Linked DNA regions of Mus musculus: region 2 is linked to region 1. The links are chromatin contacts, called in public promoter capture Hi-C maps. All regions are on one chromosome and are shown on one strand. Each heading gives the region's core, a stretch centred on a gene start, on an enhancer-like site or on the middle of the called end of the contact. The rest is flanking DNA. Distances are from core to core; before and after follow the strand shown.

What was found. Promoter capture Hi-C pulls out the DNA fragments that hold promoters and counts their contacts.
Region 2: a promoter capture Hi-C map of hippocampal neurons shows a contact between it and region 1, with 4 times the contacts expected there. The contact joins the promoter of Serpina1f here to the promoter of Ddx24 in region 1. A contact is called at or near these places in 3 of 39 promoter capture datasets (embryonic stem cells, epiblast stem cells and hippocampal neurons), 5 of 484 Hi-C or Micro-C datasets (the MC3T3-E1 cell line, cerebral cortex, myocytes and 2 more) and 1 of 9 other capture datasets (pancreatic islet).

Annotation. Positions count from the first base shown.
Region 1 is chr12:103,424,399-103,427,394 of GRCm38.p6, forward strand. Ddx24 (DEAD box helicase 24) reads right to left here and starts at 1,449. Exons shown (of 9, transcript NM_020494.4): 1 at 1,381-1,449; 2 at 1-199. The coding sequence starts at 194.
Region 2 is chr12:103,693,942-103,696,937 of GRCm38.p6, forward strand. It overlaps Serpina1f (serine (or cysteine) peptidase inhibitor, clade A, member 1F), which reads right to left and starts at 1,588. Exons shown (of 6, transcript NM_026687.2): 1 at 1,449-1,588; 2 at 656-748; 3 at 1-81. The coding sequence starts at 80.

The sequences.
Region 1 (2,996 bases), core at 199-2,698:
AAACGGGAGGGATTCTTGACTAAACGGTAATCTGTCAGCTCTTCAAAGCACACCAGGTCATCCATCTGTCCATCTGCAAACAGATTCGGGTCGATCGTCACTTGCTTCCATTTCCCCACAATCTTGATGCCCTTCCTCTGGAACGTGCCACGGCTTGCCAACTTTGGCTTTGAGTTTGTCTCCTTCACCTTCATGGTTGCTGAAAAGAAATGTTCTTCTGGGTTAGTGACTGTGGGGTACAGGCTCTAGGGCAACACACGCTTTCCTAAAACGTACTAGACCCTGCAAACAGCCAAGGACACAGAGATGGCTTAACTTACATAGAGGAGATGCTCAAATCCAGAAAATGAAACACACCCACAGAATAGGTAGTTTGGCTTGGAGCAGAGGGGACACAGGCAGTAAAGGACACATGAGCTATCTCTGGTTAGGATCCTAGCTCCAACACTTACTTTGTATGCAACCCCCACCCACCCACCTCCTCTCAGAATTTAGTGTTACAATCTTTCTAAATGAGAAGGGTGTGATAATATCTAATAATAACTAATTTTACACTGTACACAAAATAAGTATCAAAAGAGGCTTGATAAGCCATTTTGAACACGGAGTAAGAATCTGAGATACGGCGTGCTTTTTTCCCTGGTAGAACAAGACAAGTGCCATTTCCATCATCTTGGCCTTGGCCAGATAGGTTGAAACACGTCAAGTCCTAGGTTCCACCCCCCCTAGCACTGCGTAAAACCGTACATAGCCGGTATCCTGCCCTCAGGAATGGAGATGGAAGATCAGGAGCTCAAAGCCAGCCTTGGCTACACAAGACCCTGTCTTTAAAGTCTGAGTATGCACGACTCATCTGTGTGGAAGTGGCGCTACATGGGTCCTCTCTAAATGAAAAGGGACATTGTGGAGAGAGTAAGGCAAAACTCGATTCAAATCTGGATCCTGCTCGGTGTTTGCTGCACATCTCTGTGCCTCAGTCTCCTTATCTACAAATTGAGGATAATGAGATATTTATCGCACTGGGTCCTCATCTGAATACGAAATAGTGACGCACGTCAAAAACCGCTTAACATGGCGTCTGTGAGGATGGCATGGGACGCACGGCGACCCCCCGACCCCCGCCGCACCTCGGCCCCACCTTGACAAGGTGAAGGGAACGTCACTAGAAATAGGGCGCGGGGGAGTGACCTGTGCCTTCTGCCAGAGTCCCACGAGGGCTTCAAGGGAGGTTGCCGGGCCTTGATGCCCACAGCAAAGCATGAGCCACCGGCAACCAAGGTTGTGGGGACACCGGTGAGCCACGATGCTTCGAAGACACCGGGGAGCCCCTCCGCAGCCGGCCAGGGCCTGCTCCGCTCCGAACCCACAAAGAGCACTCACCGCCGCAGTCACCTCACACGCCGGGCCGTTTGCGCCAACCCGACCCGGAACTGCAGCAGCTTCAGTACTGCAGTTCCGGGGCGGAGCTCCGGGCACGCGTGCGCGCTAAGGAAGGAAGTTCCGCCTCTGTGCGGAAGCGTCTATCTGATTGGCACTCTCTCAGGACTTTGGCTGGAACTCGGAGGACTGAGCTGGGGGGCGGGCCCTGTGTGGCCTAGGTTACGCTTCCTGTTTATGGTTTAGGCAATGTTTCGGAGCTCCTTCCTGGACGCTAGGGAGCGCAAGCGCCCGGGTAATCGCTGTCTGGTTTGTGTGCAGTAGCTGTCCCACATGCATGAGTAACTGACTACCTGGAGCCTTAAAACATTTCCTTACCTAATTTATAAACCACCTAACCCTGGGTTGAAAGAGCCATGTTCTCCAGTTCGTAGTGCCTTTCCTACTGCACAGAGCTGGTCACGATACATTTGCCTGTTTAGTTTGATTGTTTTTTGATGTTTGTGCTGGAGATTTAAACTAGTCTTAGAGGCTGTATAGATGGCTCAGAGGTTAAGAGCACTGACTGCTCTTCCAGAGGTCCTGAGTTCAATTCCCAGCAACCACATGGTGGCTCACAACCATCTATAATAGGATCCAATGTATTCTTCTAGTGTGTCTGAAGACAGCTGCAATGTACTCATATAAATTAAAAAAATAAATAAACTAGTCTTCCATGCATATGGAAGCACGCTTCCCACTGAGCCATCTCCGAAGACCTGAAAATGTATTCTTTTATATCTTAACTTAGATCAGTTTTTTTTTTTCCGTGTCAGCATTATGAGATACACACCTAACACTGAATTAGATAACAGAGTGTTGTCATTGGCAAGGGACTTTCACCAAGACGCCAAAAGGATAGACAAGAGCAAAAAGAGATGCATGAAATTTTTATGAAAACAAAAATGCTTCCGCACACCACCCTGAATAGAGAGGGGAAAAAAGGCGGGCTGGAGAGTTGGCTCAGTGGTTACAAGCACAGACTGCTCTTCCGAGGGATCTGTGTTCAGTTCCCAGCACCCATATAGCAACTCACAACCATCCATAATTCCTGACCAGAGGATCTGATGCCCCCTTCTGGCCTCAGTGGGTGCTGCAAACACGTGGTGCACAGACATACACCTAAAAACGTAAAAGAGATATCTTGTTAAAAAGAATAAAGGAGGGGCTGGTGAGATGGCTCAGCAGGTAGCGCACTGACTGCTCATCCTAAGGTCCTGAGTTCAAATTCAAGCAGCCACATGGTGGCCCACAAACACTGGTAATGAGATCTGACGCCTGCTTCTGGCATGTCTGAAGACAGCCACAGTGTACTTATTTATAATAATAAACCTTTGGGAGGGAGCAAGCAAAGCAAGGGGAGTTGACCAGAGCAAGCAGGAGTCCTAAAAAAAATTCAATTCCTAACAACCACATGAAAGCTCACAAACAATTGTACAGCTAAGTGTACTCATATACATGAAATAAAATAAATCTTTTTTAAAAAAGAGTAAAGGAAATCCTACAAACTACACATCTGAATGTGGTTAATAAAGCAGGAAATACAGAATTCAGAAACTCAATTGTAAAAGGATATGCTT
Region 2 (2,996 bases), core at 338-2,837, 270 kb after region 1:
TGTTTAGTCTTGGTTATGAGAAGCAGACAGCACAAGCCCACTAGCAGGAGGAGTCCATGGGAGGAAAAGGGTGTTGTCATCCTGCAGGACAGAGGGAAGAACACAGCCCAGAGTCAGAGCCATGACAACTTCCACTAACCAATGATTGGCATGTGTAAATGCAACCACAGTTTCCTATTCCTGTGCTGTGTGCCCAACCTGGGCCCGGCACTTTCTATAGCTTCATTATTGAAAGACCCAGTGATACCTCTCAGGGCAGGTCATGTCTTCCTGGTCTGTGTTTCCCTGATATATATAAAAGTACTTTGCCTTCCTGTCTCAGTCCCAGCTGTGGAGCTACACAGTTTTCCACTTATTATGATGAGAACATAATAAGGCGGAAAGGTTAAAGAATATGCTCAAGGTCCATGAGCAGGAATTTTGGCAGAGCCAGGTCCCATACATAGCAGGCTGCCTGGGTCCTACTCCACTCCCATCAACAATAATCCAATGCAAGAGAAACTGCCCCATTTAACAAAAAGCCGTGTCACCAGAACCCATGTGACCTGTAATAAAGATCAATTTTCCCTGTAATAAAGATCAATTTTTGAGCTTCATTTTACAAGCAGAAACATAATGGGATTAGTTACATAAATATAGATATGGTTACTGGTACCTGGAAATGATCTTGGGGGAAGTTTGTAGGTTTGCCAAGCTTCAGCCTCTAGGACCAGCCGGAGTACTGTGAGGTCAGAATCAGAGCAGGAGCCTAAATGACAAAGAGGGTGGAGGAGTTGGAAGGGCGACAGCTCAGTGAAGAATTAATGAGCATATCTTCCCTTGTAGATCAGAAGTTCTTCCCAGGTGATCAAGGGCAGATGACCCTGGGGCAGGCAGGCCTAGGGTCCTGGGCTGTCCATAGAAAGTCTTGGGAAACACACCTTTAAGGGTAGCAGCTTTTTTTTTTTTACAAAAAAAAAAAGAAGAAGAAGCAGCCCATTTTTCTCCTTTAAGAGAGTTGTGTGTGGAGCTGTGTAGGTCCTTGAATTCACAAGCAGAGGTTGAGGTCTATGACTTTGGGTAGAGGGGCATGGGACTGGGTATGGAAGGATGTCCAAGATGAACATATATGGGGTGTGGGAATGAGAGAGATGGATAGGACTACCGGAGGTGTCTCCTTAGTCCCCTCCACCCCAGTTAAAGGTGTACACACAAAGGTAAGAGACCCAGAGCCAGCCCAGGACCTCCTCAAGGAGGGAAAACAACCAGGCATCCCGACCCAGTGTTCAGTAGTGGGTATTCTGTGTGCTCAGATGATCCCAGAACAAGGTCTTTGTTCTCCTCTGGGTTTGCCCTCAGGAGTTGAATCTCTGCCTCTCCTTCTTCTGTGTGGAGGATGTATGGAGACAGGTAGTAAGGTTGGCAGTGCCCAGCCCATGGGCTCAGAAGGAGGCTGGTGAAGGACTTACTGAGTAGCGTCCGTGGAGGCAGTGAGAAGCTTGTGGGCTGATCATGCAGCAGTGACTTCCCCTGTAGCTGTCACCCTGGGGACTTATAGGCATAGCAGAGCGTGGGGCACGCTCCGTCCCTGTGTGTGATGATGACATTTCACGCTGGAGGAGAGCTTTGGGCAGCTTGTAATCCTGACTAGAAGATGGTGTGCCGTGTGTTGCTGTGACCTAAGCACCTGGTTATCTTTCTCTGAACTGACTTAGTGAAGCAGAACTGTCCAGTGCCAACCTTTTTGAAGGGAGACGGAGGGAGCCCTGTGGCTATTGCAGCCTACCTCTGGGAGTTGCTGAAAGGAGGTCATGAGTTCATACATATGCCAAGCCTTGGTATTTTCAGTAATCATTACCTGCCTGATATCAGTCCCACTCCCAACCTGGGAAGTCTTGTGCACGCGTGTACTAGAACCTGTGCTGCATTGCATTCAAGCCTGGTTGTCTAGGACAGACTGGGATAATAGCCGGAGCTTCAGACGAGGTCTAGAGGTCTTCGGTGTAGCAGAGGGAAAAGTGTTGGTGTCCACTCCAAGGAGAATTGGCTTTGCCTTCAGGACAGAGAGGATAAAATCCCTTCATCCTCGTGTGTACATATGATCCCTGTAACCCACATAATACCCTTCCAGATGCACACGTTAAAATACACACACAGGGCCACAGACCCAGTCCCAGACCCAGATGTAAAGCATACATGCAAGCAGCACTTCCTGCCTCTCTAACCTTTACCATACTGTGTCTGGCAGGCCTGCGAGGGTCTTGAGGCTGCAGAGGCCGTCACCTGGTAAACCGCATACTCCACACTCACTCCGTGAAGACACAGTTCTCGGCCTTTTAAAACAAATGGACAATATTCCTTTGGATGCTTGCTTAGGGGTTTATTTCAACTTGTGTGCACCATGCTGTCCTGAGCAGGAGTGTGAACATACCTCTCATTCCTTCTGCGATAAAGGAGAGACCACATTGCTGGAGCATGGGGTGTGTTGGTTGGTTCTGACGGTCAGCTTGATTGGGCTTTGAAAGCCCTAGGGAATTGGCGGGGCTCAGACAGCTAGTGGTGTGTCTGAGGGTTTTTCTAGAGCTGATTACATCATGAGGGCTTTGACTTCATCTTTGGCCTGATCTGTGGATGGAGTCATATGACACCATTTTGGGGGAAGTGAGGAACTTCCTAGTTGGAGAAGGTCAGTCACTGGGTCCATAGCAATAATTATAAAATGCCTTAGTCCCAATGAACTCTGTTTATTATTGTGTCTCCTTTAGACTAAAAAGCAAAACAATCTCATAGTTTAAGTTGGTATGGATTTTTGTGTGCTGATGTTAGAAATTCAAAGTTACATTTTTTTTATAACATCCTGTGTGTGTGTGATTCAAACCTGGCTTAAAATATTCTAAAATATTCTTTATATGATGATGAGGTTTCAAGGTTACAAAGGTCTATTCAGATTAAGGAAAGCTAATTTAAAATATATGCCTAACTATTTATGTCTTTGCTAGTACGTGGTCACTGTACGT